7 separate regions of the Mus musculus genome follow, and all the other regions are linked to region 4. A link is a contact called in public promoter capture Hi-C data. All regions are on one chromosome and are shown on one strand. Each heading gives the region's core, a stretch centred on a gene start, on an enhancer-like site or on the middle of the called end of the contact. The rest is flanking DNA. Distances are from core to core; before and after follow the strand shown. Region 1 holds the start of Nicn1 (nicolin 1). Region 2 holds the start of Ccdc71 (coiled-coil domain containing 71). Region 3 holds the start of Ifrd2 (interferon-related developmental regulator 2). Region 4 holds the start of Setd2 (SET domain containing 2). Region 5 holds the start of Rbm6 (RNA binding motif protein 6). Region 6 holds the start of Lamb2 (laminin, beta 2). Region 7 holds the start of Qars (glutaminyl-tRNA synthetase).

What was found. Promoter capture Hi-C pulls out the DNA fragments that hold promoters and counts their contacts.
Region 1: a promoter capture Hi-C map of liver shows a contact between it and region 4, with 2.2 times the contacts expected there. The contact joins the promoter of Nicn1 here to the promoter of Setd2 in region 4. A contact is called at or near these places in 5 of 39 promoter capture datasets (the C10 cell line, liver, neutrophils and 1 more).
Region 2: a contact with region 4 is called in a promoter capture Hi-C map of pre-B cells, with 3 times the contacts expected there. The contact joins the promoter of Ccdc71 here to the promoter of Setd2 in region 4. A contact is called at or near these places in 3 of 39 promoter capture datasets (liver and pre-B cells) and 1 of 115 datasets of contacts at active chromatin or transcription factors (astrocytes).
Region 3: a promoter capture Hi-C map of pre-B cells shows a contact between it and region 4, with 4 times the contacts expected there. The contact joins the promoter of Ifrd2 here to the promoter of Setd2 in region 4. A contact is called at or near these places in 3 of 39 promoter capture datasets (cranial neural crest, liver and pre-B cells).
Region 5: a promoter capture Hi-C map of pre-B cells shows a contact between it and region 4, with 8 times the contacts expected there. The contact joins the promoter of Rbm6 here to the promoter of Setd2 in region 4. A contact is called at or near these places in 2 of 39 promoter capture datasets (liver and pre-B cells).
Region 6: a contact with region 4 is called in a promoter capture Hi-C map of cranial neural crest. The contact joins the promoter of Lamb2 here to the promoter of Setd2 in region 4. A contact is called at or near these places in 2 of 39 promoter capture datasets (cranial neural crest and pre-B cells).
Region 7: a promoter capture Hi-C map of neutrophils shows a contact between it and region 4, with 3 times the contacts expected there. The contact joins the promoter of Qars here to the promoter of Setd2 in region 4. A contact is called at or near these places in 3 of 39 promoter capture datasets (liver, neutrophils and pre-B cells), 1 of 115 datasets of contacts at active chromatin or transcription factors (large pre-B cells) and 1 of 9 other capture datasets (liver).

Annotation. Positions count from the first base shown.
Region 1 is chr9:108,289,160-108,292,237 of GRCm38.p6, forward strand. Nicn1 (nicolin 1) reads left to right here and starts at 1,284. Exons shown (of 6, transcript NM_025449.4): 1 at 1,284-1,503. The coding sequence starts at 1,372.
Region 2 is chr9:108,459,241-108,462,377 of GRCm38.p6, forward strand. Ccdc71 (coiled-coil domain containing 71) reads left to right here and starts at 1,313. Exons shown (of 2, transcript NM_133744.5): 1 at 1,313-1,377. It also overlaps a transcript of Klhdc8b not described here.
Region 3 is chr9:107,586,314-107,589,490 of GRCm38.p6, forward strand. It overlaps Ifrd2 (interferon-related developmental regulator 2), which reads left to right and starts at 1,405. Exons shown (of 12, transcript NM_025903.2): 1 at 1,405-1,633. The coding sequence starts at 1,576. It overlaps Hyal3 (hyaluronoglucosaminidase 3), which reads left to right. Exons shown (of 4, transcript NM_178020.3): 3 at 69-158; 4 at 262-1,046. The coding sequence ends at 513.
Region 4 is chr9:110,530,780-110,534,115 of GRCm38.p6, forward strand. Setd2 (SET domain containing 2) reads left to right here and starts at 1,818. Exons shown (of 21, transcript NM_001081340.2): 1 at 1,818-1,973. The coding sequence starts at 1,900.
Region 5 is chr9:107,871,455-107,874,739 of GRCm38.p6, forward strand. It overlaps Rbm6 (RNA binding motif protein 6), which reads right to left and starts at 1,365. Exons shown (of 21, transcript NM_011251.3): 1 at 1,195-1,365.
Region 6 is chr9:108,478,580-108,481,681 of GRCm38.p6, forward strand. It overlaps Lamb2 (laminin, beta 2), which reads left to right and starts at 1,283. Exons shown (of 33, transcript NM_008483.3): 1 at 1,283-1,395; 2 at 1,479-1,564; 3 at 1,699-1,871; 4 at 1,959-2,094; 5 at 2,177-2,250; 6 at 2,655-2,843; 7 at 2,925-2,988. The coding sequence starts at 1,480.
Region 7 is chr9:108,506,140-108,509,376 of GRCm38.p6, forward strand. It overlaps Qars (glutaminyl-tRNA synthetase), which reads left to right and starts at 1,866. Exons shown (of 24, transcript NM_133794.2): 1 at 1,866-2,060; 2 at 2,244-2,391; 3 at 2,738-2,847; 4 at 3,010-3,085. The coding sequence starts at 1,944.

The DNA of each region.
Region 1 (3,078 bases), core at 34-2,533, 2.2 Mb before region 4:
TAAGTTCAAATTTCCCTAGAGGCCAGAAGAGAGCATTTAAGTTACAGGCATTCATTGGAGCCTGATGGGAGTTTTGGGAACTAAACTTCATTCTCTGGAAAAGTAGCAGGGGCTTTTAACTGCTAAGCCATCTCTCCTGCTGCATGGACTGAAATTCCTGACCATACACCTCAGATTCTTTAATGTTCCCAAATGCCTCAATATAAAATGTAAAAGGAAAACTTGGTAGGTTGGCATGATAACACATACCTTTAATCCCAGAATTATGGAGGCAGATGGATCTCTCTGAATTTGAGGTTTGCTTCATCTACATCTGTAGTGAGATCTTGTCTCAAAAAATAAACAAATCCCAAACCAAGTATTTGCCTCTTCTCCGGTCAATCAATTTATTGACTGTTTTGCTTTTTTTTTTTTTTTTTTTTTTTTTTTTTTTTAGCTAGGGCCTCACATAGCCCAAGCTAACCTGAAACCTACTACATTCATGAGATTAGCCTTGAACCTCTGATCTTACCGATTCTGCTTCTACCTTCCAAGTGCTGGGTTAACTAAAGTGTCACCAATGCCTGGCATTTTATTTCTTAACTAAATTTTACAATTTTGGTGGGATTACAGGAGTGAATCAATACCTTGTGACCCCACTTTGTTTGTTTGTTTGTTTGTTTTTGAGACAGGACTGGCTTGGAACTCTCTTTGTAAATCAGATTGGTTTTAAACTCTCAGTGATTCACCTGCTTCTGACTCTGCCTCCTCAATGTTGGGATTAAAGGCTTGCACCAATATACCTGATCTGGTTTGTAGTTTTAAAAATACCATAGTTCCGAGGTCAGGAAAAGGTGCCATATCCCTTAAGTTGCCATATACCTCGGGTTGTACCCAGATGGATCTTGTGGATGCTATGGAGAAATAATTCCTTTGTGTAACATCCTTGGCTGTCCTGGAACTCTCTGTAGACCAGACTGGCTTCGAACTCGGAGACCTGCCTGCCTTTGCCTCCCAAGTGCCGGGATTGAAAGCGAGTGACACTAAACGCCTGATTGTTTTATACATCTTAACCTAATAAAGTAGCAGAATTTAAGTGAGGGATAAGACAGCCCAAAGCATTCTGGATCCTTTGGATAAAGAACGGCTCGACGGTTGCCCGGAGCAGCCCGGGAGGGACTTACAGACGCGAGGATGATTGGTTGAAGAAGAACTTCCGTTGACATTTCCGACTCTTGACCCGCCCTGATCATCGGTGATTGGCTGAACTGTTACAAACGTTATGTGGCCTGGGAGTTGTAGTTCTTTTGGTTGATAAGGGACGCCAATAAGAGCTAGTGGTTGGATGGAGACTGTGAGCGGTGATTTTGCTTGGTTGTAATCTCCCAAATCATGTCCCGTGTGTTGGTGCCCTGTCATGTGAAAAGCACTGTAGCCCTGCAAGTGGGCGACATGAGGACCTCTCAAGGTCGGCCTGGCGTGCTGGTCGTCGATGTCACTTTTCCCAACATCGCGCCTTTCGAGGTGAGCAACCCCCCATATAAGCGATCAAGGCTTCTGGGCGGGGAATACCTAGTAACTTGGGCGTTTCCTAGGCATTTACACAGCTTCTACAGTGTCTCTTGCTTTTGCGAATTGGGCCTATTCAGAAGCATTTACAGTCTTTATTAATAAGCTTTATTAAATAGACTAGAGTTTCCCGTCCTATCCTCTTCAGCATCTCTTCCCAGTGCCCAGGATATCACTGGAACTACAATTTGAATCTCAGTACAAGTGAGAGGATATTTGATTTCGGCCGTAGCTGCAATCGTCAAACAATGATGCAAACGTACCATTCCAGTGGCCCCTGCCACAGGTCAGGTGCAACCTAGCCTTCATCTAGGTCCTCCTGGTGACTTGTTTCCAATCCCTAGTTGTTCTTCCATTTCAACTGACAGTGACAGGGCGTTGCATGACCTCAACACAGGACAAAGGCTACCTCTAATGGCATAGCATCCTTCCCTTACCCACCCTCTTGGCTCTATGTGCTTTGTATTACAATATGTCATTCTCTCGCAAGATGTTGCTTCCCAACAATCTGGGGAAACCTAGTTAATTGATCCGACCCTGGAAAATCTGAGTCAGTGTGTTTGAGGTGGATCTTTGACATCTATATTTTTATTTACTTATTTAATATTTTTATTTTAAAAAAGCTTTATTTTAAATCTATGAGTGTTGTTTTTGCATGTCTGCATATATACCTTGTGCATGGCTGGTACTAGTAGAGGCCAGAAAAAGGTTCTGAATCCTCTGGAACTGGAGTTATGAACAGCTGTGAGGTGCCGTGTAGGTGCTGGGAACCAAACCTGGTCCTCTGCAAGAGCACCAAGTACTCTTCATTGCTGAGCCATCTCTCTAGTCCTGATATCTGTGCTTTTGTGTGTTTTGTTTTGTTTTGTTTAAGTTCCATAGGTGATGCTGGTGTGCATCGAGATGGAAACTACTGCTATGGCAGTTGGTACTCTAGGCTCCCCAAACCCCTCCAGTGCAGGATCCTACTATTCTTCTTTTTTGCTGTTGCTTTTTGTTTTTCGAGACAGGGTTTCTCTGTGTAGCCCTGGCTGTCCTGGAACTCACTCTGTAGACCAGGCTGGCCTCAAACTCAGAAATCTGCCTGCCTTTGCCTCCCAAGTGCTGGGATTAAAGGCGTGGGCCACCACTGCCCGGCCCTACTATTATTCTTTTTTTTTTTTTTAAAGATTTATTTATTGTTATATGTAAGTACATGGTAGCTGTCTTCAGACACACCAGAAGAGGGCGTCAGATCTCATTACAGATGGTTGTGAGCCACCATGTGGTTGCTGGGATTTGAACTCAGGACCTTCAGAAGAGCAGTTAGTGCTCTTAACAGCTGAGCCATCTCTCCAGCCCTCTTTTGTTGTTGTTGTTGTTGTTTGTTTGTTTGTTTTACGAGACAGGGTTTCTCTGTGTAGCCCTGGCTGTCCTGGAACTCACTCTGTAGACCAGACTGACCTCGAACTCAGAGATCTGCCTGCCTCTGCCTCCTGAGTACTGGGATTAAAGGTGTGCGCCACCACGCCCAGTTCCTACAATTATTCT
Region 2 (3,137 bases), core at 63-2,562, 2.1 Mb before region 4:
ATTTTGTGGTTCCTCTTGGGTACTTGGCTACCCAGAAACTGTCAGGAGTCTCCTGTCGGTGCCAAAGCTCTGAGAAGTAAACAGGCATCAAGTGAGGCCTTGGGTATTGATGGGTGGTTGATACTTATCTTTAAAGATGACAGATCCCTCTACATAGGCTGGGAAACACAGAACAGCTAAGGATCTTTCAGTCGTACAAAAGAGGAAGAAGGCTAGTATCCAGCTCCCACATGAAGCACTTCAAACACCCTTGTCTACCTACCCCAAACTCTTAGACAGGTCCAGATGCCTTCACTCCCTCATCCATGAAACCAAAGCTTTCCTGATGCCTCCTAAACTGGACTAGGAAGCATCTGACAAGGGGGTCCTTTCCTTAAAGCTGTGAAGCCAGGCATGGCAGCACATGCCACCTTTGATCCCAGGAATCCAGGGCTATGTAGGGATACACTGTCTCCAAAAAGGACAAGGTTTGGAAAATATGCTGACTGTTCATCTGAGGTCTCAGATTCCTAGAGTTAGTTTTAACCTGTGTCCTCAAATACTGCTGAGGAGAGGGCTCTGTAACTAACCATCTTGTGTTGTCTACAGGACATAGGTAGGACTGAGTTTGCAATCTCTTTGCCAACAGAGCCAACGGATTCTGGGCACTGTAACGACTGAAAAGTGTTACTTTGTGCCATTCGAGGTGCTTTGGCTGAGCCAGATCTTGGCACTCCACTGTGTATACATACCTGAGCAAGTATATTCAGGCCCACATTGATGTACTGTGACTTACAGACTGGCCATCTACAGCCCCAGGCTGCTGTGTATTACTTGTGCCTACATGTATATACCAGCTTTTCATGCAGTGTGCCAGGGTTAAGCCCATTCTCAGGAGAGGAGCGCCTGCTACTCTTTCAGGAAGTACTTGTGTGGTGAAACAAGGGGACTTTCCTGAGATAATCCCTGTCAGGCACACTCTCTTCTGATCAGGTGCCAGAGAAAGAGTAAGGTCCTGGGGTGTAGAATAGCATAGAGCTTGCCAGGAGTCACTTTGACTCCTATATTACCAGGACATTTTAGAAAAGTGGTCCTTAGTCCAATCCTGACTGGGATCCTGTGACTTTTGCCTTCTATGTGCACAGGCTCCCATACTGGATCAGATAGGTTTGGACTTGTCACCTCCGAGGCCACCCCCTCCAGGCAGCCCTCCGAAGTACTCAACCTGCTCCGCCCCCAGACTTGGGGGGGGAGGGGAGAGTTCTAGGGGTCAAGGGTCACCAGGCGGGCTAGATCCCGGAAGCGGAAGCACGGTGTACTTCCGGCGCGCAGCAGGCGGCCATGTTGGAGCGGCGGAGGCGGCGCAGAGGTGCGTCCTGGGTCCCCGCGGCGGCGCCGGTAGGTTGGAGCCGCGGGCCTAGCGGTGGTGCGGAGTGGCTGCCCATGAGGCCACAGGGCGGCAGGGCGAAGGGACTGGGTGGCCGGCCCTTCCGGGATCCTCATTTTCCCAGGGCTTGGCCGAGACACCCCACCCCTACCCAGGACCCCACCCTGGGGGTTCTGAGGATCCTGTCGGGCGACCACTGCCCACCTTACACATTTCGCCGCCGCCGTAACCCCGACTCCCCGTCGCCGTTCAGGCCCCGGGGCCTCGGTCTCCCCGCCTGAGGGCCCCGATCTGCCCCTGATCCCAGTCCGCCCGATTAGTATGCCCGCCCCCAGTCTTCTGTCAACTTCCTGTGCTGGCCCCAAAGGAATGTGTGAAGGCAAAAGTCAGCCTGGCTGCAGCCTCTGTTTACAAAGCTTCTTGAGAGCCAAGAAGCACCCTCCCTCCCATGGGCTCAGAATGACCTAGGCAAAGAGCCCCTTGGTCCCCGCCCCGTAATATGAGCGCCGGAGGTTTGGGGTGGGAGGTAGGTCGTCCCCCTCTGTCCTACAGTTCATAGCCCACCCATTCAAAACATAAATAAATAAATAAATAAATAAATGAAAGCATTAACTTGGATTGTACTTGAAGAGCATCCTCTGGGGAGGGGAAGTGCCTCAGACACCTGAGGATCCAAGAATGTTTCCAAACAAAGAGCCCCAGGGCACTTTCTCCGGGGAGTCTGAGGACTGTGTGTCTGCTTCATTAGAGCTGTGCAGAGCGGCGGCACAGACGGGCTCCTAGACTCCAGGGACCTGTCTCATCCCAGCTGATCTTTTAACGCTCCGGTGCAGCTGGGGAATTTACCTTTTGACTCGGGAAGCCCTCAGATGCTGCGTTGGAGTGCTGGGTGTAACTTCTGAGTGACAGCCATGGCTTCCTTAAGGAAGCATAGGACGATTTGAGTGGTCCCAGACAGCTGCATCTGTTGGGACCACTAACATCTAAGGTCTGTTGCCTTTTAAGCGCTACGGCTTGGCCTACCTTCCTAGTTGGAATCTTTCCCTGTCCTTTGTCGTCAAACCTTGAACTCCTTGGTCTCGTTGCCTGGTCTCTTGCTTGCCTTAGAGATGTTTGCAACTGTCTTTTTTTTTTGGGCGGGTCTGTGTCTTATATTGGGTTTGAACTCCAAGACTAGAGCTAGGAATCAGGTCACTGAGTATCCTGTCTATAGACTCTGGTAAGGAGATGAGCCACCCCCTGCACTGGAACGTTGGCAGTTGGATGAACAGTGGTGGGGTGGACATCAGGTGGTGTAAGTCTGGGTCTTTGGGCCTATGTTCAAAGGCCTTAGTCTGTCTTCCTCAGCTACAGCCTGGCCTTCATCCATATGGTCCGTACTCTTCTTTACTTGATAGCCTCTGCAGGAGTTGCTACCCTTTTTGCTCCATTTGTACCTGCTCCTTTTTTGGTTGGCACGCAGACAGATAGGTAGATGTTACTGCTTCCAGGAGTCCTTCCCTAACCTATTAGAAGCTGGCTTGGAGAGCACCATCTGCTTCTAAGAACCTTTAATGGCAGCTGTGTCTTCACTTCCGGACTGGGTTCTTTGAGGACTGAGGTATTTGCTTATATTCCTGGGACTGAGTCTAGATATTTAGAACACCAGGAAAGAAAAGAATCAAAAGGAAACAGGCGTGGTAGTGCACAGTGTTGGGCAGCTGAGCAGCAGATCGTGTGCATCGACACGTTCCAGACCGGGAGCATAGCAAGCTCCCTGTCAAAGAGGAAA
Region 3 (3,177 bases), core at 155-2,654, 2.9 Mb before region 4:
TCGTGGTAAAGTTGGGCCCTGATGGATCTGGCCAGTCAAGCTTGGGCTTAACAGTTCTCTGCCTGCAGGACGACCTGATGCAGACTATTGGAGTGAGTGCCGCACTGGGAACAGCTGGAGTGGTACTCTGGGGGGACCTGAGCTTCTCTAGCTCTGAGGTGAGCGTTGCCCCTCATCGTGCACATGCTGGAGCCCCAAGATAGGGGAGAAGCCATGCCAAGTCATAGAAAAGGAGCTTTGACCTATCTTTTCTCTGTGTAGGAAAAGTGCTGGCGTCTCCATGACTACTTAGTGGGCACTTTAGGCCCCTATGTGATCAATGTGACCAAGGCTGCCATGGCTTGCAGTCACCAGCGATGTCATGGCCATGGTCGATGTGCCCGGAAAGACCCAGGACAAATGGAAGCCTTTCTACATCTGCAGCCAGATGACAGTCTTGGAGCTTGGAATTCCTTCAGATGCCATTGTTATTCGGGTTGGGCTGGCCCTACCTGCCTGGAGCCTAAACCCTGAGCCCAACATAGAGTCAGGAGTCCCTGCCTTTGCTACTTGACCCTGCTGTCATTTTCCCAGTCCTAGAGGAATTCCCCTTTATGCTTTGTTTAGCTTATGGGACTTTCCCAAGTACATATCCCACTTCCACCAATACAACTTCCATAGAAATTCCTGAGGAGCCGGGCATGGTGGCGCACGCCTTTAATCCCAGCACTCGGGAGGCAGAGGCAGGCCGATTTCTGAGTTCGAGGCCAGCCTGATCTACAAAGTGAGTTCCAGGACAGCCAGGGCTATACAGAGAAACCCTGTCTCAGAAAAAAAAAAAAAAAAAAAAAAGAAGCTTCCGGGTCAGTTCCAGGCATTTAAGGTGACTAGCCTAGGACTTTGTTCCTATACCCCAGCGTATCTATAGAGAAGTAAAATCTAGGTTCAGACAACCCCTACATGCCTCCCAACACACATCCCCCCCAAAAAAAATTAAGCTAAGGTCTGTTAAACGCTAAGCTATTATCTGTATTTTTATCCATAAAGTCACTCTTTCATTACTTGAAGTTTGTCCTCACCATTCTATCTAGGGCCAAACCTGGCGCCTCCAAGCAGGTGCTTCGTTATCAGGCCCTGCAGACGCTTCTAGTGAGAAAGGAAACTACTGAGTTAACTATGAACCGCGCGGGCGGGGGTAGGGGAAGGAGGGGCGAAGTGGGTACGCAGGGCATTGTGGGTACATAGTTTAGCTAGAGCGGCGTCGGCTTATGTGTCTCCGGAATGGACTACTACTCCCGTCGTGCACTGCGCACAACTTGGGCGGTGCTAATCTGTGTACGCTGATGCCTGGGGATAGTAGTTTCGGCCGCGTGTATGTGGATCTGAACTTGGTGGCCGGGAACTCACCTTCCCAGCGACCCATTTGACAGGGCGGGGCGCCTCACGAAGATGGTGGCGCGCGCGGCGTGTGGCTCCTGTCGTCCTCGCCAGTCTCAGCTCAGCACACGGGCCAGCGTTTCGCTGGTTTGGAGTCCCCGCCCTCCGGGTCCCTGACCCCGCGCCCCATTCCCGTGTTCCCAATTCTCGGTTCCAGGAATGCCTCGTGCTCGGAAGGGCAATGCGCTCCGCAAGGGCGGTCAGCGCCGTGGAGGAGGTGAGTCCGGGGGCTCCAGTAGACTTGTTCAGTAGTGAGCGGGGGTGTTCCGTGATTCCCCTTCGATGTCATTGAGGGACCTGAGTTGATGAATCTTCCCAGATCAGCCCAGCGTGACCTCCCAGAACTCTGCTAAGGCTCGCACGTGCCCCAGCTGGCATTGGCCACGTGTGCGCCTCACTTGAGCACATTGCCAGCTGTTTTTCGAAATCCCGCGCCGCAACGATGACTTGACCAGCATTAAGGACCTAGGTTTTCCCATCGCTACTGGGGTAGAAAACCACACCAGAAAGAGCGTGAAGCCAACCCTTTTGCCAAATACTAGTAGTGCATTTGGTAGGCTGCACAAGGAAATTAGCAGAGAGACCTTGTCTGTTCTGTAAAACGGGGAAGTGTGATTGGAAAGGTAGAGAATTGGGGCCCTGTCAATTGGACTAGAGACCGGGAGGACATCCAGAGAGACCGAAGCAGCCTGGAGACTTCTTATCAGACTCAACCAGAAGCATGACCTGTTGCATTAAACAAACAACTGCTGAAAAAGAGTGCCTGCCCAGCATATTTTTGACCTGACAGCCACTTTAATGTGGCTTGGGTCTCGGGGCATTTAATAGGGTGGTGACAGTTCCACAAGAACTAGTACTGAAAGCATATACTTACCGAGAGTGGTCTTAGAATTATGGCAGGCCCTGTGAGGGGAGCTTCTGAGACGGTAAAGAATCTGGCGCAAGGGCCCAGCAGCCAAAGGGACCACAATACAGTGCGGCAGATGAGACCGTCCGGGCAGTTTTGACAAGTAGGATAGTAAGAGAAGAGGTGAACAGAAATCAACGTGTGGGCTGAACGTTTTTTTACAAGCAAGTAATGTTAGTGGTCCCTAAGGTGTAAGGACTCCTACTGGGTCAGAACCTGTCCAGGGTGCCTACCATAGTAGCTGCCCTATTTAAGGCCAGTCTTCAGCCCTGGAGAGAGCTCACAGGCCGTCTCTCTGTTCCTGCCCTACTGACACTTTGAGAGTCCCTATGTTTACTTTTTCAGACACCCGGTCAAGAGCTTCTTCTGGTCTTCCAAGGCTCAGAGGCACCATCGTGTCTATACCTAAAGTTGGTGGCCCTGAGTGGACCAAAGGAAGCTCAGAAAACAATATATTTGAAACACAGAGTGCCCAGCACACCCACAGGGACCTGGGCCTCTGCTGCTCCCAGAGTTGGTAGCCTAGTGAGTGCCGTGGCCTGGAGCAGAGCTATTGCCAGTTACATGTCTTTACCTGCTAGACCGAGGGGCGTACTTTGTTGTCCACACCGTAGAGGCTGGGCAACTGGTCAAATTTTACCTCTGCCCTAATGAGGGGCAGGGGGCACTAATGGTATAGCCCAATGGAGAACATAAGACCTAGGCTCGGTTTAAACCCCTGAGTCTGCCTAGTTCTATAACCTGAGCCCTAACCTTTACATTATCTACTTTTGACCATAACCTAAAGTGGGCCAAAGGCCTCCCTGGGACTCATCCCAGTCCCTTCTGCCACTCTGTGGTTCCTGCTGTCCTTA
Region 4 (3,336 bases), core at 568-3,067:
AAAACCCTGTCTCAAAAAGAATCAAAAAGAGGAAGTTCGGGGTTTCACAAGTCCCTCCTTTTATCCTCACAGCAGTGAGAGAATCTGTTCACAACAAAACTTTCATCTTCAGCAGGTTGTGGTGTCTGGCACCTGTAATCCAGGCATCAGGGAAGCTGGGGTAAGGATTTTGAGTTTGAGGTCAGTATAGCACATAGCAAGTTTCAGCCACAAAGGAAAGCTCACCAATGAATGCAAAACAAAATGGTCGTGGGAGACTGAAACCTAGAGCGGGTTTTGTTTTGTTTTTGGTGGACCTTGAACTTCCATGATATGAGTAAAAGTTACCAGGAAAAAAAAAATCCAGATTAACCTCTAAACAAAATGATAAAAAAATTCTGCTAGCCTACATACAAGTGAAAAAAAATGTAAATGCATGGTAGATGGCTCAGTGAGTAAAGGCACTTTCTGCCTAGCCTTATGATGTAAGTTACAGGACCCACATGGGAGACAAAAATGGACTCACTGTTATCCTCTGATCTCCACGTGCGCATGTGTGTGGCTCAACACATACCATTCCTATAAAAACAATTTTAAAAATACATTTTAGGCTGGGCAGTGGTGGCACACGCCTTTAACCCCAGCACATGGGAGGCAGAGGCAGATGGATTTGAGTTCTAGGCCACAGGAAAAACCCTGTCTTGAAAAACAAAACAAAAAACCTAGAATCCCAGCACCCAAGAGGTTGTAGGCAGGATGAAGCATTCAAGTGTTCAGGGTAAGTCTTAACTACAGAAGATGTTTGTCTAAACAATACGGCCAAGTTAGCTAGTGAAGGATTCTGTTAGATCACATTTCAATTTATTGGTGATTCCAATTAAAAAATTAGTGGCTAATCAAAGAAAATTCCACAAAAGATCTCAACTATCTAATCTGCCACTTTCATGATAAGCAACTGCTATAAATTCAGCGAGGTGTAAATTAGCTAATAGTTTCACGAAATCCTGCTAATCCAGAAATAAAAAGTTTCTAGTTTAATCTAACTTTTTTTTTTTTTTTTAGTAAGACTAATTAATAACCTTTTCCTCAGGACCACCCCCCCCCCCCAGGTCTAACAAACATAGCCTCTCTGACTTTTAGGGCGAGGGCAGAATACCGCGGTGAGGTGGTTTCGGTGGGAACACGGTGGTGGGGGCTGCGGGAGGCTGGCGGGCGGAGGGCGTGTCCGAGAAGCCCAGGCTGAGAAGCAGCCCCTGCTTAGCTTGGTTTTCGGTGCGCGGCCGAGAGCCAGTTGAAGGGGCGAGAGAGACCGAATAAAGGAGCAAGCGGGCGAGGGCGGCAGCTGCGCTACCTCAGTGCCCGGAGGCCAGGCTCTCCCAGGGCTTCGAAGGATGAAGGCGGGTGTCCTGACGGCCTTGGGCTGTTCCCGGGACGGACGCTGTCCAGGGAGGGGCAGCGGTGGCTCCCCTCCAGCTCCGGGACCCGCCTCCAACACTCGGCCCCGGGACTTATTGTTCCGGGAGGCCGCAGGCTAGGCCTGGCCTGGCCGGCGGGTTGTACCCCGCCCCTGCCAGGGTCGGTGGTGCTGGCGCGCCGACTGGCGGCCGGTGGGCTGCCCTGTGCGTGTCTCTTTAAGGGGCTGGGCCTGCAAGGCTGCAGGGCGGGCGGGGTGCGCGTCGCTTCGGGAGTGAGTGTGTGAGGGTGAGAGCGGCGGGCGGGCGGTTGCTGGAGGGAGGGAGGGAGGGAGGGAGCGAGCGAGAGAGCGAGAGAGCGGGCGGGCGGGCCAGCCAGCCAGCCAGCGACGCCGGCCGCCCCTGCCGCCGCCGCGATCGGACCAGCGGCCGCCTCCCCTCCGGTCCCCTCCCCCGCATCGGCCTGCCGCGGGGAGGGGGCTAGCGTCGCCGCCTCCAGCCGCTCCTCATGAAGCCGCTGCCGTCGCAGCAGCCGCCACCGAAGATGGGGGATTTCTACGATCCCGAGCACCCGACCCCTGAGTAAGTCTCTGCTCCGCGGTCTCCCGCTGTCGTTGGTCGCTCCAGCCCGAGGGCGGCGCGTCCTGACCGGTGGCGGCGCGCGGAGTAACGGGCCCCGGGCGGCTTCTCGCGGTCGTGGTGGAGGGCAGGCCGGGCGGAGCTCCTGGAGGCCGCCTCGCTTGGCCTCGGCTGGCCCGGCGGTTGGGCCTGGCGCGGAGAAGGCTGCTCGCGTCGCCGCGGCGGTTGGGGCGGGCGGCCCGGTGGGGGAGGGGCGGCCACGGCCTCCTCTGCCGTTGCCGCGTCCTCGGTCGGCCTGCTTAGGTTCGGCGTTCCGCGCAGCTCCTCCAGGACACTCGGTGGCGTCCCGGGCTTCTGTTGCAAACCACGGTGCATAGTCCGAGGCGCCGCAAAGGCCGACGCCGGCGTCAGGGCGCCGGCTCGTGTAGGCCGAGAATCCTCGGGCTCGGGTGGAAGCTCGGCCCATCGCCCGGCCTATCGGTGACGGCAACTCGGACCGGAAGGGCCTACCGCGCGTCTCCCCGCTTCGATCCGCGGAGGAGACCCGCGTTGCATTCCCGGTTTTGATATTATTTTTGTTTTTTGTTTTCCCTCCTCCTTGGACACTCAATTCTGGCCCAGTAGAGCGATGAGCTTCATATTCTGCACCTTTGGCGCTTGGGTTTTGTAATGGTGGCAAGGTTTGTCTGGTCCCGTTGTTGAGGTGACAGCAGTTTTGTTTTTTAACCTGAAAGTGAAAACCTGGCAAACATTTCTTGATTATGATGCTTGAACACTTTGGCGTCCTATTTCTTAGGTAATAGAATCTAGAATCTTATCTACAAGGATGGCTTTACTGCGTGTGAAGATTTAGTTAAGAGACCCTTTGTATAGTCTTCTCTAAAGAAGATAGTGTACTTGTAAAGCGAAATACAGTTTTGTCGTATAGTTTCTTTTCAGTACACCTAGGGCATTTTTATATTTCTGTTGGGTGTCAGATGGTGGTGTACACCTGAGATACCAACTGAATTAGGATTGCAGGCAGGCTTCCTCAAAACAACAACATAAGTAAAAAAGCAAGCTTCCACTTCAGAGTCAGGAGTCCGTGCGAAGCTTCCCTAAGCCCTCACAAGATCATTTTGTTGTTTTTAGATAAATGGTTTCACCTTGTTGCCTAGGCTGCTCTTGAATTTACTGTGGCTGGCCTCGAACCTGGGATCCTTCCTCTTCAGCTTCTTCAGTGCTGGGATTGCAGGTGCTGACAACTAAGAAAAACCATTGTTTTACCTCAATTTGCTTGTATTGATGTCTGCACATAGCAACAAAATTCATTCCCAAGTTAAGGTTTGAAGGGATGTCTAGTGAAAAACAAAACTTTTCACTAAAT
Region 5 (3,285 bases), core at 115-2,614, 2.7 Mb before region 4:
TATAGATTTTATAAGCAGATAAGCATTTATATAAGTGTACTACTAGTTAAGGAGCTAAATAAAATTCAGACTCAAAGTTTTTAGGGTCTCAATGCAGCTTAGGGCGCTTCAAACCTGACATCCTCCTGCCTCATCCTCCTAAACTTCAGGATTAAACTCCACTAAGCCTGGCAGTAGATTCAACCACTATGTTTCCTCAAGTTAGTATTTTAGTGCTAAGTTACTTTCCACATTGTCATTAGCTGTTGACACTTTCCCCTTTGATTCTCACAAGCTTAGTAATGTTAACTGTGACATATTTAGTCAACAGGAAGTTGAAAACTAACAATCCTAAGGCACAATCCAGAGTTCAGAAAATGACCTGGGTGATCAAGCGGATAAAAAAGAAAAAAAAAAAAACCTACTCCTTAACTTATATCCAATTAGTCTGAAATTAATAAGAATGCCTAGGGTGGGGGTGAGGGGGAGGAGAAAATATACAAACTACCTCAAGTATATGTGCTCTACAAATAAGGCCTTTTGTTTTTAATTAAGAAACGCAACCCCACACTTGAATTCATTAGCTCAACGTCAATTATAAAGTTAAAAGAAAAGCACATTATTAACAACGCCAAAAGGAATCTAAAGCACGAATATGTGGGAACATCACTCTCCTCCTACATTCGCCCAACCGGTACAGAACCCACCAGTCACCCTCGCCCACCTCCCGGTTCTACGGGCCCGTGGGCCAGGTTCTGAACTCTCGCACCTTCCTGGTTGGGTGTCTGGGTGGGCGGCCAAGGTTACTTGCAGGGCACAAGAGTTCCGTATCTAGTGATGTCTCTCAGGACAAGATCACAAACACAAGGGGAAAGAGAAAGAAATCTCTCCTGCAGCACCACAGAGCTGAGCGCCAGAACCGCTGCCACGCGCGGGTCCCTCGCCCCACAGCTGGCCGCTCCGCGCTGGGACCGGTAATTCTACAGCCGCCTCGGGCCCCGCCCCGGGCCCGCGACCGTTCCGGGGCGTTCCTGCCGCGAGCGGCGCCTCCCGCGACACACGACTGTTTTCGCAAGCGAGCGAGGCCGCGGCCGCCCCGTGTCTTCGAAGCCACGGCTGCTAGGCCGCGCGGGCCCGCGATTTCCAGAGCCGCCAGGCCCGCTGACCCCGTCCCAGAAGCTCGGGCACGCCCTCTCTCCTAGCCTGGGCCCTTACCAAAGCAGCGTAGCCGCCGCGGCCCGCTTCTCCTCCTCCTCAGAGGCCGCCACGGACCCAGCGTCCCGGAGACCGGAACTTCCTCCCGGTGGGCTCCGGCTTCCACAAAGGCGTCGCGCCACCGCCTTCAGCGCTGGGCCCGCCGGGAGATGAAGTACGGCCGCAAATCCCGCGGCCTCCTCTCCCGCCGTGCCCTGCGCGCAGCGGCTTTGACGGCTGGTGGAGCTGCTGCCCAATGGAAAGGCACGCTGTTAGCCACTGCCCAATTAGAAGGCACGCTTCTCCGCAGGGCCTGCCGGGAGTTATGGTTTGGCTTCAGTGCTGTCACTGCTTCTCTGGTGTTTTCCTCGCAAGTGTGCAAGGGGTCCGGGTGGCTTAGACAGCCTAGTGACACACCCTGCCAGGTGCTGGGGGACGGTCCTGCCTTGCCCCTTGGGAAAGAGAGAGATTGTCAGTTCGGGTGCAGAAAATGGGAGGAGATCTTTCCGGTCTTATTCCGTTACGGCAAAGGGCTGCTGGCTTTTCGGCTACATAAATAAGACCCCTTCTACCTAAGTCCAGAGAATAAATGCAAAAGTACTGCTTGAGTTGAAGTATTAGGACCCAAAGACTCGTCCTTTTTTACCTTCCGACAGACTTCTGGTCAAACACTCCAGGCGGAAATCATCCGTGTAAAAAGGTTCAGTAGCTCAACCCATTAAAAAAAAATAATAAAACTTGTTTCTACAGGTCCCGCTAGCTCTAGGCAATAAATGTAGACACGCGTGACTCGCCACAAAAACTGCACATCGTAATTCTAACGGAAAGAAAGCAAAGTAACTGTTGATACGCAACCTCTTCCAGAATCTTCCAGCTAATGATCTACCTGACTCCCAAGTTCTCAGGTAGATTGTCTATATTGTGAGGGGTTTGCTTATCCCAGCCACCTGGTGCCTTGTGTGTATGCCCTGGCGATATATGATATTGTAGCCTAATTCGATTCTTCAAGGTCAAAGAAAGACACTTGGAGAAACAGTTCATCAGTTAAAAACACTGGTTGCTCTCCAGAGGTTCAATTCCCAAAAACTACGTGGCGGTTCACAATCCTCTGTTCCTTCAGTTCAAAGAGATCCAATGCTCTTTTCTAGCCTCTGAGGGGACTGTACATATGTGACAAATAAAATATCAATAAATGCTGCTGCCATAAATGCCCACTGGAAAAAGCTGGGCATGGAGACAGGAAGTGATGGTGCAATACTTTAATCCCTCCACTCCAGAGGCAGAAACAGATGTACCTTTGAGTTCAAGGCAAGCCTGTTCTACAGAGTGAGTTCTAGTACAGTCTGGGCTACAAAAAGGAACCCCTGTGTGATGGTTTGCATATGCTCAGCTCAGGGAGTGGCACTATTAGAAGTTGTGACCCTGTTGGAGTAGGTGTGTCACTGTGGGTGTAGGCAATAAGATTCTTATCCTAGCTGCCTGGAAGTCAGTATTCTGCTAGCAGCTTTCAGGTAAAGATGTAGAACTCTCAGCTCCTCCTAAGTCATGTCTTCCTGGATGCCATGTTCCTGCCTTGAGGATAATGAACTGAACCTCTAAACCTGTAAACCAGCCCCAATTAAATGTTGTAATTTCTAAGACTTGCTTTGGTCATGGTGTCTGTTCACAACAGTAAAAACCTAAGACAGAAGTTGGTACCAGAGACTGGGGTATTGCAGTGACAGACCTGACCATGATTTTGTTTGGAAGAATGTGGGTTTGGGGACTTTAGATTTGGAAAGCAGTGGAATGCTTTAAATGGGGCTTAATGGGCTATCCAGTAGGAATATGGAAGACTTTGTTACTGAGAGTGATTTGAATGATGCAGACCTGGCCCAAGAAGTTTCAGTGGAGAATTTCAGTATGTGGCCTAGAGACTGTTTTTGTGGTATCTTTGTGAAGAATGTGACTACATCTTGCCCTTGTCTGAAGAGTCTGTCTGAGGCTAAGGTGAAGAGACTCAACTTAATTACATTGACAAAGGAAGTCTCAGAATTGCCCATCATGGACTTTATTGTTCTCTGGTTAAGTCTCATGAAGAGCATTTTAAACAAACATAGCATGCTGAGAAAG
Region 6 (3,102 bases), core at 33-2,532, 2.1 Mb before region 4:
ATGATGTCCCTCATTGGCCGTCTAACCTTGAGACTAGAACTATCATGTAACTCCCTCTAATGCCCTTAGCCCCATCCTGCCCCTTTATCGAGTGATCTAAAATTCTGACCTATCACCTCTAGCATACCAGAGCTTCCCTAGATTGCTCACAGGACTCCTCTAGGTGACAGGAGAGTCTACTCTAGTGACAGGGAAAATCAGCGGATTGACTGCCCCGCCCCCATCCTCCTTTGTGAGGCGGAAAGTTTCCTCTGAACTTTCAGCTTTCCCACAGGCGCCTGCAGCTTCCAGTAATCTTTGCTTGATCTCCAGCAGTCTGTTCATAGCGGTGGCACTCAAAGCAAGCCGTACGGACCTGAACCCACCCTCTTCCCGCCTGAAGTCCCAGGGGTCTGGGTGGGGCGCGCGCCTAGTGGGTGCGCGCATTCCAACCCTCCGCTCCCGGGCTGCCAGGCGACTGGAAAGTCCGGCGTGGATAAATAGTCACAAGATTCGGATTCACTTGTTGCTGGTGGTCCAGAGTCTGTCACCCAGAACCCATCCTCTGGGTAACTGAGTAGCCACAGCCCATTTTAATCAGGAAACAGGCAACCTTTCTCGCAACCCATTTGCTGGAGTGCTTATGGACGGTCGAGTTCCTCGGAGTTCTGTTTCAGGCAGTAGTGCGTGGCCTTTCCAGTATCTCCGAGAGCTCAGTCCTAGTCTATCCTTTGGGGCGTCCTAAACCTTTCCACAGGTACAATAGAATTCTAGCTTGCACCTTTCCCATCCATCTCCCGACTGATGCTGTAACCCTGGGAGCCCCGCGGCTGATTTGTGGTTTCCATAGTGACACCAGGACAAAGGCCATAAGCTCCTTCCATCTGCCTTCCTGATACACAAAGATCACAAACCTCTCGATTTACCTCTGCCACCCGCCAACTCCACGAGCCCTCTTCCTGTCCCCTGAATGCCATGCTTGCCAGCAACCCCTGGTTCACATCGGGACTTAAGGGATCCGATGAAGATATGTGGACCAGGATGCTCTGTCTTTGAGCAGCCTACTCTAATTTCTTTTTGGATGCTCCCTTTTAGTTCCTCGAACTAAGCTGCTTCTTTGCTAAGTACACATCTGCTAAATAAACTTCAGCTTAAAAAGAAAGTGGATGAAGTAACCAAAGTCTGGTTCTTAGGATGAGGGTTGTCTGCAGCGGGCAGGGGTATGGTAGGGGGTGGGGTGCTATCCTCAGTTATAATCCTATTTTAGATCCACTCCGTGTTTTACTTCCTTCCCTTGCTTTCCAACTTTACTCAAAGTCGTCAGAGTCTCTCAGATTGTGGAGGAGTGACTGCTAGGTCCGACCCTGGACAGATTGAGGGCCTGGAGGGACACCAGCCCAGTACCCACACGGTCGGGTCAGCATCAGCCCCAAGGGAGGTGGTGGGCTTTCGTCTGTGGACTCTTTATCTCTCTTTATCTCTATTTTACTTTTCTTCAGGATGGAGTGGGCCTCAGGAGAACCAGGGAGGGGCAGGCAGGGACAGCCTTTGCCATGGGAACTTCGCTTGGGCCTACTTCTAAGTGGTGAGGGGGCCTGGTGAGGCCTAAGGTTGTGGGATGTGATGGTAGGTCCAGGGGTGGCAGGCTGTTCCCAGGGGCCCAAGGGATGGGGCTAGTCACCAGGAGTCCTGCTGAGCTGATTGACCCACTGTCCTCAGTGCTGGCTGCCACATTGGCCCAGGCCCCGTCCTTGGATGTACCTGGCTGTTCTCGAGGAAGCTGCTATCCAGCCACCGGTGACCTGTTGGTGGGCCGTGCGGACAGACTGACGGCCTCATCCACGTGTGGCTTGCATAGCCCTCAACCCTACTGTATTGTCAGTCACCTGCAGGTGCTTCTGGGGCCCCAGAGGAGAGGGCTGGGTCAGGGTGGGGTCGGCCCCAGCTAAGGTACCTATCCTACACTCCACCCAATCCAGGACGAAAAGAAGTGTTTCCTGTGTGACTCCCGACGTCCCTTCTCTGCTCGAGACAACCCAAATAGTCATCGGATCCAGAATGTAGTCACCAGCTTTGCGCCACAACGCCGGACAGCCTGGTGGCAATCGGAGAACGGTGAGCCCCTGAGTAGGTCATCAGGATGACTAGGGCTTGTAACCAGTAACCGCAGAACCTTGACCCCCTATTCCTGCTGCAGGGGTTCCAATGGTCACCATCCAACTGGACCTGGAAGCTGAGTTTCATTTCACCCACCTCATTATGACGTTCAAGGTGCCTGCGCGTCAGCGAACCCGCCTGATTTTGCTTTGCTTCTCAGTACCCCCTAACAGAGTCCTAGCTCTACAACGAAGCTTCCCTGAGCTCCTGTGTTGTGCTCTATGTGTGAAGCATGGTCACGTCCTGCATGGCTTCCATAGTTGAACACCTCTGCACATGCTCTCTTGTGCCCCATTCCTAGGCTAAGTCAGATACAGTCTCTCTGGGTCTCGTGGTATTTTAACCTGCCTGTCAGAGGTGGCTGTCCTCCCTGGTCTGATCATGGTCTGGCTTTCCTAGTCTTTCCCATGTGTCTGAGATGCTCAGCAGTGATCATGACTAAGCAGAGCTCTCCGTAACCTAGGCTGGACTGAAGTCCTGGTTCCTGCTAGTCAGACATGTCCTCCTTCCCCATCCAGACGTTCCGGCCTGCTGCTATGCTGGTGGAGCGTTCTGCAGACTTTGGCCGCACCTGGCACGTGTACCGATATTTTTCCTATGACTGCGGGGCTGACTTCCCGGGAATCCCACTGGCCCCGCCACGTCGCTGGGATGATGTAGTGTGTGAGTCCCGCTACTCAGAAATCGAGCCGTCTACGGAAGGCGAGGTAAGGGCTGGGACCCAGCTAGTGGGGTCTGTGATGGACGTGAAGCGAGGTTCATTATCTGTGGACTTCTTGCCCTGCTAGGTCATCTATCGTGTGCTGGACCCTGCTATTCCTATCCCAGACCCCTACAGCTCACGGATTCAGAGTGAGTGTTCTACTATGGAGATTGGCACAGTCTCAGTGTCCGGATGGGGACTATTTGGGGCCTCAGTAACTATTTTAGGTGCTTCCTAGGGCAAATGCCAAGCCCAGTTTAGCT
Region 7 (3,237 bases), core at 616-3,115, 2.0 Mb before region 4:
TTTTATTTTTTATTTTTTGAGACAGGATTTCTCTGTGTAGCCCTGGCTGGCCTCAAACTCACAGAGATCCACCTGCCTCTGCCTCTCAAGCGCTGGGATTAAAGTTGTGTGCCACCACTGCCCGGCGCACTACAGCTATTATCAGGATTACCCTCTGTTTCACACTGTCCCTACCTTAGAAGTCCCATGGAGGGATTTGCTTGTGGGTTGTTTGCCTGTGTGTGTGATATTTGGCAGCTCTGAAATGGCTAAGAGTGGCACTAGACTTTACAGTTCTTATTAGGGGGAGCAGGCTGCCCATGAACTCACAGAGGTTGACTACCTTAGCCTGAGCACAGGGATTAAAGGCCTATGCCAACACGCATGCCATATTATCTTATTGTATGGGTATTTGTATTTATATGAGTATCAATCACATGTATGGTGCCACAGGGGGCCAAAAGAGGGCATTAGATCTCCTGGAACTGGAGTTAGAGTTTGTTGAGAGCCATCATGTGGATGCTGGGAACTAAACCCTGATGTTTTCCAAGACCACAAAGTGCTATTAATTCAATTTAGAAATATAAAACTGTGTGTGTGTGCAATATTCTGAGTCAGTTCTCTCCTGCCACTATGTGTGATCTAAGGACCTAGAACCCTGTTTGTGGAGACCTGAGGAGGGCACTGGATCCCCTGCAACAGACAATACATATATTTTAACCACTTTGTGGGTGCTAGGAATTGAACCCAGGTTCTCTGGAAGAATAGGCAGTGCTCTTCTTCTTCTTTATTTATTTATTTTGGTTGTTACAAGACAGGGTTTCTCTGTGTAGTCCTGGCTGTCCTGGAACTCACTCTGTAGACCAGGCTGACCTGAAACTCAGAGATCCGCCTACGAGTGCTCTTCTTTGTTTTTTTGAGACACGGTTTCTCTGTATAGCCCTGGCTGTCCTGGAACTCACTTTTTAGTCCAGGCTGGCCTCGAACTCAGGCCTCTGCCTCCTGAGTGCTGGGATTAAAGGAGTGAGCCATCACCGCCCTGCCGGAGTGCTCTTCTTAAATGCTGAGCCATCTCTCCAAGCTCCCAGGATATTTTTTATCTACTCCTTGACAATTTCATATATGTGAACAATGCATCTTTTTGTTTTCTTATTTTTCGAGACATAGTCTCACTATGTGACCCAGATGGCCTTGAACTTGCAGAGAATTCCCCTGTTTCTGTCTCTGGAATTAAAGGAGTATACCAAGTCTCTCCCACTCCAGAACACCTGCCTCTTACTCGCCCAAGAAACCTCAACAGGTTTGTCTTGGGTACCCAGTTGGTCCAATCAGTGCTTCCTGTGGCATGTTGATGCACCTTGTTTGCATAAGATTTTAAAGAAATCATAGACCTTCCTATGAAGTCCCTTCTGGCCTTTCTTTCGCTTCTCCTTGCTGTGTCCCAGTACGCACTTAAAAAGTACCAGGTTTATGTGGTCCCTAGGTAGGTCATTCTATATATTTTCTGCAGTGATGTGGACCAGGAAATTCAGGGAATTCATTTATGTTGCCATGACAACCCCAAAGCTGTGACGTTGAAAAACGCGGCCGGAACTTTTGCTCTCCGACAAGAGGATAGTGTCGGGTTCCTTGGGCTGAGGGGGGAGAGGCCACGCCTGAGTCTACCTGCAGCTTTGTTGCTAAACACTTTCCCTTTCCACGCCCATGGCAATTTTTTTAAAGTCGCACGGACCCAACCCTGTCAACTGCCTAGAACCGGGAAGGCGGAAGCTAACTGCCTGGAAAAGCCAGTCCGCTCGCTCTCTGACTCATAAATGGCGTTGACTACCTGGCTGGCCCCGCCCCTTTCACCGAGGAAGGCCACCATTGGTTCTCTTCAAGGCTTCGTACTCCTATTGGTCAATGAGCAAAGGTCGCTGTTCAGATGAGGCCCAAAGTTTCTTTTGGTTTCCGGTGTGCCTGCTATGGCTACTCCAGATTCGCTAGCGCTGTTCACCGGCCTTGGCCTTAGCGAGAACAAGGCCCGCGAGACGCTCAAGAACGAGGCTCTGAGCACTCAGCTGCGCGAGGCGGCGACCCAGGTGCGAGCCCTGTTCCCTGGCCTTAGCTGCTTGCTGTGCTCCAGAGCAACGTGGGACTGGGTCCAGATCTTGATTTGCTCCGGGTGTCCTGCTCTTGCCTTGTGGGAAGAGGAAGACACTTTAAAGTGATTCATCCTAACTCACTGGGAATGGATCTTTTTTCCCCCGGCCCCCTGACTCCAGGCACACCAGATTCTGGGTTCTACCATCGACAAGGCTACTGGGGTCCTCCTATATGACTTGGTCTCCCGACTCAGGGATACTCGGCGTCGTTCTTTCCTTGTGAGCTATATAGCCAATAAGAAGATTCACACGGGACTCCAGCTGAGCGGTGAGTCCCGTCTGTTTTACTAGTCCACCTTCAATCTCTTCTTTAGCAAAGACTCGAGTTTGCTTTTTCTGTCAAGTGTTGCTTTTTGGACAGCAGGTTCTGGACAGGCACTGAGGCATGGAGGTAGAGACCTCTGGTGTGGATTGCAGAGTTACCACAATGAGAAGCCTGCTTCAGAACACATGGCTTCTCTTTTCTCTGGTCTCAGTGCTTCTCTTCAGTGGTGCCAGGGCCTAACCTCTTAGGCATCTAAGTAACCGAAATAGTTACCTCTTCACTGTACTAAGGCCCTATCTACCCACTTCTTGGAGCTGACTTGTCTAGTTAATTGCCCCTCCGTTTTCAGCTGCTCTTGAATATGTTCGGAGTCATCCCCAGGATCCCATTGATACCAAGGACTTCGAGCAGGAGTGTGGCGTCGGTGTGGTGGTGACACCGGAGCAGATTGAGGAAGCTGTAAGTCCTCTCCTCCAGGCATCAGATATCTCCTCCTAGTTCTTCTGCCCCTGCAAAGGAGTGGTGTAGCTTTTCTCCACAGACCCACAGTGAGAGTGGCTGTTGGTCTCCTGACTGCTTCTGAAGAGGTGTTCATGAACCATATGGCTTGGCTTTCTGCAGGTGGAGTCCACCATAAATAAGCATCAGTTGCAGCTCCTAGCGGAACGGTACCGTTTCAACATGGGGCTGCTAATGGGTGAGTTGGATCTGGGGCAGGGAGTTACTTGGAAGTGCATCATTCTGATTGTTCCTTTCATTTTGGGCATTCATGGGAAGGGCGATGGGAGTGTGAGCAGGGACAGGGTGCTAGTGTTCTGACAGGGTCCTGGTCCTGAGTCAGCTGGGCCT